3 separate regions of the Mus musculus genome follow, and regions 1 and 3 are each linked to region 2. A link is a contact called in public promoter capture Hi-C data. All regions are on one chromosome and are shown on one strand. Each heading gives the region's core, a stretch centred on a gene start, on an enhancer-like site or on the middle of the called end of the contact. The rest is flanking DNA. Distances are from core to core; before and after follow the strand shown. Region 1 overlaps Atg5 (autophagy related 5). Region 2 has its middle 21 kb from the start of Gm40639. Region 3 has its middle 22 kb from the start of Mir1929.

Region 1 (3,097 bases), core at 218-2,717, 660 kb after region 2:
GCCAATTTCCTAGACTCACCCTGGTAATTTAGAGATTAGAAAACACATAAACAGTGTAAGAGACACTCTCACAAACTATGATCAAGTCTGCGTCTCAGGCATCTATTCTTGATTTTTAAGGTATTGTCAAAGAGTATAGACTCTGATGTGATAAAGAACTAGCTGGTGGTTATCATTCTTATAGAATTATGGACACAATGACCTAACTTCTCCAAAAGTGACTACATTACAAACACACATGGCTGTGTACAGATAAGGGCAAAACACTCTACCCTGCAGAGACGCTCAAGCAGGAAGAAAGACAATTCAAAATAGCTTCAGGAAGTCCCTGAAACTGACCAGATTCACTAGGCCTCTCTTGCCACTGTAAAGAATAAAAGCTAAGAGTCCCATTGAAGGGAAGCTGAGCTACAAAGACAATCAGACAAGCTGAGGGGCAAAGATGACTCTGAGACCAGACCAGCTACCTGAAAGGGGTTTAGACCAACTGAAGAACTTGGAAAGGACACTCTGCAATCAGTTGAGCTGTCTGCAGGCTGTACAGGGTGTCCCAGGTTCCTAGCTTTTGTGACCTGCCATTCATGCTGGGAAGGCATTGGTGATGTAGCTGTCTTTGAGCCATTTCTGCTCCAGTGAGTAGCCCCTCAGCCACACTTCTGTAAGAAACCCCAATAAACCTACTGGTTCATAAACTTGGACTTTGGTGGTGTCTATACTTCACTCTGCTATAAATCCCTATCTGGAGTGAATATACCTGTGTGTTGTGTCTTCCCAGGAAAAATTCTGTCGTACAACAATAATGCTCAGGACAACAAAACTTAGAAACCGCTTTACTTCAAAGGAAAGAAAGAACAGTGTTTTAGAGAGACTTCTACTTAAGACTGCTTAGGCATAACCTAATGATGACAGGGGCTGACTTATTAAAGGCTGGGCAGAATTTCCTAGCAGTAGTCTCCTGAAGGTGTAACATCACTCAGACATTAGAATAACTATGTTTTAAATTAAAAATCTTCAAAAATAATAAAACTCAATTCTTCACAAATTATACTTTCCCAAATTAAAAACCTCGACAATTGCTAGGTCACCAGATCTCCTTGCTAGCAATGAGTTTTTTCCTATGCCAATGAAAGACTCTATAGTAAACCATAGCTACTTCCATTCCATTCATAATGGTAGGGACATCATAATGATTGGCATAAGGAGAACTGCAGAGGGCAGTGATGTTTCCTCTTTTTAAAAAATAGCTTAAAAGAGCATTTGCAACAAAAGTGTGAGTGAAGAACAGGGAGAAATGTTCAAGTAGGAGCTTAGCTCAACTACGATCCCAAGTGTCCTGTATCAGGACTGCTCAGTAAAGACTTGTCCTGTACTTAGAAGGGCATCCTCATGCTAACTCATGGATAGATGGATAGCACGCAAGTGACTGTAATACCGTAGTAAACGAGAGCAGAACCGCAAACTGGGTGTTGTGAGGAAATACCAGGAAGCCAGAACACAAAGCTTCACTCAGGGCTTGGGTCATACACAGCTCAGTGATAAAAGCACTTGCCTACCATGAGCAGGGCTGGGCCACTAGATGCAAGCAAACCAAACCCACAAACTCACCAACAAGAACAAAAATAGAGGAAAAAAAACCCCACTAAAAACAAACAAAAAACCCCCCAAACCCTAACAAGTTACATAAGGTAAAGTTCTAAGAGTGAGAGACACCCTAGCAGGTATAAAGTTAAAGCAGTTAATTGCACAGCACATCCAATGTAAACTTTGAAAACTCCATTTCAAAAGACGATGAAAACCAAGGAGAAATCCAGATGGCCTCAAGCTTCAAACTCATAACAGAGCTTGAATTATTCTTTAATGAAGAAAGAGATAATCACACTTCAGCATTCATGGGAACCTGGAGTAACAGCACTTGTTAGAAATTAGTGGATAGCAAACCCCAGCTAAGGGCCAGTGTACAGGGCACAGCAGAACAGGCAAGTGTGACTGCAATCCCAACTCCTAACACAAAGCACTGTCTCTAAGAGAAATCCAACACTGGAGTCCTCTCCTCAATCTGATAAGCTGGGAAATGTTACCTATGATTAATTATTATGACATAATAATAAGATAGATAATTCCTAAAATGTAGACTGAACAATGCAGTATGTGGTAACAAAGGCTAACTCTTTTCACTCCTAACTTTTAAAGCACTATTAAATAAAAGGGAACAGTAGTTGTTACAGAAACAATTACAGAGAGAATCAAAAGTAATTAACAGTCTCCTTCAACTTCCTTTGATACTTTATTAATTCAAGTAAGTGCTCATGGCACACAGTCAAAGAAAGCGTGTTACACAGGCGCACTGTCAGGCTTTACCAACAGTAACCTAATGTAGGCTTCAAACTGTCACAGCACACGTGACTGCAGATAAACTCATGCATGTCAAATTGTGCATCACATGCTTTTCAGAACCAGGTTCATATTTAAATTAGCTTAAGAATACACACAATTACAAGATGTATTCAATAAAAATAACAGAGAGGTTTAAACAATGCTGAGGACTTTACAGTCAAGTCTCTAGGGGAGGTGAGCGGGGGCCCAAGCCTTTCATCCCTTATGGAGGGAAATGTGAGTGGGCTGGCTAAAATACTCTGCAGGCCCCTCTCAATATTCCCGACGACATCAAGAAATAATAATTAGATTTGAAGCTGTCATTATTACAGCCAGGAACACTTAATCTCCAAAGCAGCAGAGTCTTAATTGAGACTATGATTAAATGACACACATACATCCAAATACATCCTCACATCTGGCTTAAAGTGTGTTTTGTCTCATTGAAATTATTACACTTGTAATTCTGTCTAGACAATGCCAAATATAGTTTGCCACATAATAGTTAAAGCAAATGTAGTTAACAGTTTGTGTACTCCTCACATCCTTTCACTATAATATACGTGGTGCAGAGTAGCATGGTGGACTACGGAAGACAGGAATCTATGATGTTGAGCCTTCTGATAGAACACACGGGCTGCTTGGAAATACTTGCTTTACTGTTTGTGTGTATGTGCAGTGTATTTGTGTGTACACATAGGCCAGGGGCTGTCATCTTGTTCTT
Region 2 (3,022 bases), core at 457-2,956:
TCCTTTTTTAGTGTTTGATCTGACTATACTTGTCTTAGAAAACCATTTAACCTCAAATTTAATTATGTTTATAATTATATATAAACTAATCTTAACAAGACCTAGAATATGTGGAAAGTCAATTTTAAAAAGATCTATTGCCAGCCTGATTCTAATTAATAAGAATAAATTATCAATTATAAAACATCATAGTACTCCCAGAGTGTATCTTTGTCAGGAACACATTAATATTGTACTCAATTCATTTTATCATTGTGGAAATCATTGAGTAAAATCATGGTGGAAAGTTATTTGGAAATATGTGTAAGGTTGAACTGTCAGAAGGAAAGAATTAATTAAGAGTGAAGAAGGAAAAAAAACATGCTTACATAGTCTTCCTATCTTTGTCTGGATCTTCTATTTTGTAAATTTTCATTGTTACTTTCAGCCAGCAGGTTCCTCTGTGGTCGTTATCATTTATTATCGCTTAGCACTCCTGTTTCAACACTGTAGTGAGATAGTGAAATGAGATTCGGGACAGTGCATACCAAAATGCAGAGTAATTTGAAATCTTTCCAAAATCAAGTAGAAATTAGTTGTGGGCTATCAGTGTGGGGAGGACACAGACTAGCAGCTAACTGAGAGCCACCTGTGCACATGTGCACAGCACACACGTGTCTCTGTGCTTCCGAGAAGGCAGGGAAGCATCCAAAATTAGCCCGCTGCTTCTGGTATTTGACTGACATCACTGACTACAATGGCAACTGGTGTTACTTAACGAGGTGTGGACCTGCTCAGTCAAGTTCAGCTGAGGGCTTACTTCAGTGGTGGTATGGCTTGCCTCCAAAGCACGTTCATGAGCGGACATTATTATTTCTCCCTGCATGTCTCAACCTATAGTGGGCTCAAAATGTGACTATCAACTAATGGAAATTCAGTTTATAAACATCCCCCTAGACACACACACACACACACACACACACACACACACAACTTTCAACTTGACACACCCACCACCACCACCACCACCACCACCACCACCACCACCACCACTACCACATGTATTCTAGTCCTCTCTGGGCTAACCAGGTTCCATAGGAAATCAAAGAGAATCCTAAAACATTAAAGTATGGGGGTTATTAGTGAGTGTCTTTATTTTCAATGTGCTTGTGTTCCTCAGACAGCTTGGGGCACCTGGCTGTCCTGTTAACTAGCATACTGAATTTTATGTAGGACGTCCTTGAAAGGCACTTTCACCTAACTCTTTGGCAGCCCCAGTCAGGTGGATGGCCTAATTTTTCCTGACTTTCACTTTGATAGATATAGTTTTGAAGGCTTACCTCCTCTTCCTCCTTCTCCTCTTCCCTTTTCAAATTCATGTGTCAAGCATGTCCCAACTGCTTTGCCCTTGCCTAGCTGCCTGTGGAGGGGAGATGGAAATTTCACATTTGAACCACATTGCCAGGAGCTCCTAATGAAGGGGCCCTGAAAGCTGCTGGCCCAGAGCCAAGTAGGCGCAGGCAGGAAGGGCAGTGTGGTCCTCAGGGGCTGGGGAGAGGGCATAGAGACATCAGCCACTCAGGTTCTGCGTGTCCCTTAGAGGAGACACAACACGTTCAGATGTAATATTTAAAATGCTGCCTTCTTAATTTCAAAGAAACCGTTTGGTAGCCTGTTAATCCCAATGCTTAAAATAATGACGCAATGCATTTGCTTTAGTTTAGACAAAACTCTCTTTAAGTGGCCTACTTTCATTTTCATCTGCACGAACAGTTTGTGGTTGTAATATTTGAGGTTTTAAAATTGTCTTAGTAAGGGAATACAGGTTTTTTTTTTTTTAAACCTGGCAAGCTTTTTTTCCCTCTAAATACCTTCACCTTGTTCTTATGACTCAAAGACTTACTTTCTCAGCCATGAAAGCTTCTTACAGACTCTGGCAAAGGGAAAGATAAACAGAAAACAGAAAAGGTGGCAAGCTTTGCAGAGTGTCAGATGCCCTGTACAGCTTGCCTTTTGTAAACTTCAATCATGGTGGTGTCTGTCTGAGAAGGAAAGACCAGGGAGTCCGCAGCTGAGGAGCCGAGTGTGCTGACACAGGATCACGTGCCACCTGACAGGGGACTGCTAATGGGTAGTGTGGGTTCTCTCTTTACCCCTCAGACTTCTCTTACATGATCACAGTGAGGCTGGAAGGTGAAGGCTAGGACAGATAGATTAATATGACAGCTTTTCTCCACAGTGAAGTCATTTGTTAAATAAAATCTCTGGGAAAGCTGACATCATAAAAGAAGTTAGATAGCTCCGGGAGGCAGTCACCACCCTCGATATCCTTGAACTCCAGAGACTTAATGATCTTCAAATAAGTAGTATTTAAACAAATCCCTTTTCAAATGAAGCAAAGGTCTGTTTATTTAATAATCACCATAAACTTTAAGTGGCAGAGAAAACTCCCTTGAATTGATATTTTGTAACAACTGTGTATACTGAGTAGGTGTTTGACTCCTAAAAGTTAAAGGTATTTCTGTTGTTGTGGTTAAATTCTGAATTTTACTGGCTAATCTGTGGGGATAAAAAAAAATAATTACTACTATGTTCAAATTTTGAGCATAAGTGGCCTTTTGTACATTCACATGGAGGGAAGTGGTGAGAGCGAGTTGTTCATCCCTGCAGCTGATGAGGACTGTGTGCACCCATATGCCCTCAAGGTATAAGCAGGACACCCACCACACCTTTATTCTAGTGCACAATGCACAGGGAAGCCTGTGACTCTGGAGGTTAGCATCTGCTCTGTGAGATGCCCTAGACATGGCTTGATGACTCTGTGGGGCTTTTCTATGCAGTCTCTGAAGTCAGACCACTCTGAGGCACATCTATGACAATGTGGTTGGTTTTTGTCTATGTGCAGATTCCTGTGTAGTTGGATTTGTTTGTTTGTTTGTTTGTTTTTTATGGGATTCTTTGAGAATTCAGAAACACACACACACACACACACACACACACACACTATAGATCTTTCTTGTTAGGGAGTTCCACAAACACCCTG
Region 3 (3,449 bases), core at 905-3,404, 620 kb after region 2:
GCATAGTAAGTATTAGTCAGTTACTGCTAGTCCTGCCTCTACTATTACATCTCAATTTCTCCTTTTTTTTTCAGATTAATATGTATGTATGTGTATATATATGGAGGTTAAAGGATTTTTCCCCCTTACATTTCCATGTGTATCGATAGGTCTAGGGCAAAGCCCTTAGGAAGTTCAGCTTTGAAACTTTCAAAACCAGTTAAAAGGACCCTAAGGTGAGTACTCAGCCTGGGCAGCATTACACATTTAGTTCTGATATAAGGCAGCCTGGAGTGGTAGACTGCTGCCCTTTAGTGAATACGGATGAAAGCTACGGTTTTATAGAACTAGTTCCCCTCCGCTTCCTCCTCCCTTCCTTCCTTTTCCTTTTCCTTTTTCTTTTCTTTTTCTTTTTTTTTTCTTTCTTTTTTTTTTTTTTTTTTTTTTTTTTTTTTGAGTCAGGGTTTCTCTGTGCAGCTCTGGCTATTCTGAAATTTACAGAGATTCCCCTGCCTCTACCTCCCGAGTGCTGGGATTAAGGGCATGTGCCACCGTTACCCGGATTTATTTTCTTCTTTCTCTCTTTCTCTCTTTCTCTTTCTCTCTTTCTTTCTCTTTCTCTCTCTCTCTCTCTCTTTCCTTCTTTCTTTCTTTCTTTCTTTCTTTCTTTCAATTTTATGTGCATTGGTGTTTTGCCTACATTATGTATTTGGAAGGGTGTTTGATCTCCTGGACCTGGAGTTATAAACAGTTGTGAGCTGCCATGTGGGCACTGAGAATTGAACCTGGGTCTTCTGGAGTTGCTCCCAGTGTTCTTAACTGCTGAGCCACCTCTTCAGCCCCTAGAAATAGTTCTTTTCAAATTGTGTTTTGAAACTGCATTCCTATGTAGGAAGATCTCTGCTGTATTTTCCCTTTTCTTCAGACCATCTTTGCATAGTCCATAAACATCAATACTTTCTCAGTACCCGAACTGGGCCTCTGAGGCCACTTCGAGGTCTTTACGGACCAGCAGCCTCATGCTTTGTGGCTGCTCTCTTGCAGGTGTCGTGGGAGGGTGCGCCCATGGGAGGTGGCTTCGTTTCGCTTACCACTGTCACAGAATACCAGAACCGGTCGGTACCGGATAGTGAACCGACTATGTCTCTGCTCAGGGTTCTAGGCAAGTTCGAGACTGAGGGGTGGCAGCTGCCGAGGGCCTTTGTGTCCAGCATCCTACAGCAGAACAGAGAGGAACGTGGCTGGAGGCCCCTTTTTTGAGCATCCGTTCTGTTCTAAACAGCTTAATCACCTTTAACTGGGCCCCAGCGCCGGACCGGCCCTGCTGTGTTGGGAGTGAAGCTTCTCCACTCAGTGGAACCATGACTGTGAATTTTAACCACTTGCACCTGAAAAAAAAAAAAAAAAAAAAAAAAAAGGAAGAGGATGCTGGATTAGGTGCAGTTCCTTTCTGGGACTTGGAACGTTGCCAGGAGCCTTGGCTCACTTTCCTGTCAGCCAGCCTCTCTGGCTCTGCAGACAGGCCAGGGCAGGAGATGCCTGTAGAGACCTGTAGGCAGACAGCTCAATGCAAAGATCACTTTCACTGTGTTGGCTGGGTGCTGGCTGCAAGCAGAGCCCCGGGCTGCTGCCAAGGGTTAAGGTAGCAAACCAGCAGTAAACGGAGTGCTTGGCAGAAGCCCAGCCTCTGAGACAGAGACAGGCTTAATTTCCATCCTTGGTCACAGTTGCAAAGGGACATTGCCACTCAGATCAACAAATCTGGTTTGCATGTGAGACATACAAACCATTCTTTGCATTGTGAAACAGAGTCTAAGAAGGTCCTATTCCCGGAAACCTCGAGGTGCCTCCCCTCCCAACTCTTAACATCCAGGTTACTCTAGCTGCTCTGAGTGAACCCTGACCTTTGAAAGGGGGGTATAATGCCTCCGAGAAACCCCAGGCCTGACTTCAAGCAGATCTTTATATAAGAACTGATTGCACAAGCCTGCATGTGTGGGGCTGAGGGAAGAAAAAGGGAAGAGTGCTTTCTGTGTATGACTGAGACCCTGCTATTCGTTTGACTTGGATGTTTCAGCTGAGCTCTGTCGATTATGAAGATAGTCATATATGTCAGTACTAGAAACCTCCGCTCGCAGTTGTACGAGCAGCTGCCCCATCCTCCCGCTCTAGCCTTGCCCTCCTCTGCAGTGAGCAGGAAGCAGAGACTCAGAGAGAGTTGGGCCTTGGCAGCTGGGAAGTGGTGGGGCATCAATTCTGCCCTCATAGCGAAGGGCAAGAGTGCTGGTCACATGGAATCCGGAGATGGCTGTGTAATGTGGGAGACGCTGAGTTCCATGTTCCCACACTGTAAGTCATGATGACACTGTTAAAAATGACGGGTGGGCGGCGGAAAGTGAAAGAAAAAGAACAAGAGGGAACAGAAACCGACCAGACGCACAGAGGATCAGGCGAGTGTAAGGAGGAAGGCACGAAGACAGGCTGGGGGAGGGGTAGCCTGGAAGTCAGTCAGGGAAAGGGGAAGGCAGGCAAAGGAGACTGGGTAGGAGGAAGAAACCAGACAAAGAGGATTGCGATGAGGTAGACACAGAGACAAGACCTTCTCCTTGAAAAAAAAAAATGTCCTTTTCCAGCCGAGGGTGGAGGCCAACCACGCCCCAACCCCTGCCTGACACGTCACTTTCAGACCCCGGCTGCAGGGCCAGCCGGAGAAGTCCCTCACCTTAAATCTGTCTCTGCTTGTTGAAGAAGGCCCGAATTGAGATGGAAGGAGTTTGTGAGACTTTCTGGAAATAACAGAGGAGAAAAGTAGAGAGCCATGTGCTTGGCAGAACCCTCTCGAGAGTCCTCAGACAGGCTGCGCCCGTTCTGCCCTTCACCTCAGGAGTGGTACCAAGCTCTCTGGCTTTGGTCTCCAGAAATCTGCAATCTGGGAGGGATCAAAGGTCCATATGGAGAGCGCTGAACAGCCACGCTGTTGCGCAGACAGTGAACACAGGCAGAAAATACCAATGGAAGATGAATGAGAGAAAAAGATGAATGAGATGAACGAGACCTTTAAAAAGATGAATGACCTTTTAAATGGACAATGGCTTTCTTGACAATGTCACAGAATTTTCTTAACTGTGGGGGAATTAGGGTAAACAATTTGGTCAACTATGGAAACATGGACAACTGGACCAAGAAGGTCCAGTGTGTGGGCTTGAGAACAGCATAGCAGAGCCAAAGCAGAGAATCCCATCACTAAAGCCAATCTCCAGGTGAGCTGGCTCAACAGAAGTATGGCATTGACCTTTAAAAAGTTTTTAAAATTAGCACTCCCCAGAAGTTATACTTATCATTAAAAAGCAACAAACATTGCCTAGACAACTCTGGCACAGGCCAGCTTGCAAGAGGGCCAGGCTTAGCCTCATCTGTCAGGTCGGACAGACACAGACTTCAGAGGACAGCTTGAGATCAAAGGTTGCAGG

Evidence for each region. Promoter capture Hi-C pulls out the DNA fragments that hold promoters and counts their contacts.
Region 1: a promoter capture Hi-C map of hematopoietic stem and progenitor cells shows a contact between it and region 2. The contact joins two enhancer-like sites. A contact is called at or near these places in 10 of 39 promoter capture datasets (the C10 cell line, the HPC-7 cell line, cranial neural crest and 7 more), 1 of 15 datasets of contacts at CTCF or cohesin (large pre-B cells), 51 of 484 Hi-C or Micro-C datasets (the 3T3-L1 cell line, the 63-12 cell line, B cells and 36 more), 19 of 115 datasets of contacts at active chromatin or transcription factors (the 230-238 cell line, bone marrow-derived macrophages, craniofacial prominence and 14 more) and 1 of 9 other capture datasets (embryonic stem cells).
Region 3: a promoter capture Hi-C map of pre-B cells shows a contact between it and region 2. The contact joins two enhancer-like sites. A contact is called at or near these places in 7 of 39 promoter capture datasets (the C10 cell line, cranial neural crest, frontonasal cranial neural crest and 4 more), 3 of 484 Hi-C or Micro-C datasets (the N1E-115 cell line, bone marrow-derived macrophages and uterus), 16 of 115 datasets of contacts at active chromatin or transcription factors (the 230-238 cell line, astrocytes, bone marrow-derived macrophages and 9 more) and 1 of 9 other capture datasets (embryonic stem cells).

Annotation. Positions count from the first base shown.
Region 1 is chr10:44,340,416-44,343,512 of GRCm38.p6, reverse strand. All of the region lies in intron 6 of Atg5 (autophagy related 5), which reads right to left. Among named protein-coding and RNA genes, the nearest start is that of Mir1929, 18 kb to the left of the region's middle. Within about 2 kb of position 1,467, at least 23 of the 459 cell types and tissues checked have an H3K27ac peak or open chromatin away from gene starts, as enhancers often do. A contact at or near this core is called in B cells, CD8 T cells and hematopoietic stem and progenitor cells, where this site is marked.
Region 2 is chr10:45,001,910-45,004,931 of GRCm38.p6, reverse strand. No RefSeq gene overlaps it. Among named protein-coding and RNA genes, the nearest start is that of Gm40639, 21 kb to the left of the region's middle. Within about 2 kb of position 1,706, at least 39 of the 459 cell types and tissues checked have an H3K27ac peak or open chromatin away from gene starts, as enhancers often do. A contact at or near this core is called in B cells, CD8 T cells, hematopoietic stem and progenitor cells and 2 more, where this site is marked.
Region 3 is chr10:44,379,661-44,383,109 of GRCm38.p6, reverse strand. No RefSeq gene overlaps it. Among named protein-coding and RNA genes, the nearest start is that of Mir1929, 22 kb to the right of the region's middle. Within about 2 kb of position 2,154, at least 189 of the 459 cell types and tissues checked have an H3K27ac peak or open chromatin away from gene starts, as enhancers often do. A contact at or near this core is called in liver and pre-B cells, where this site is marked.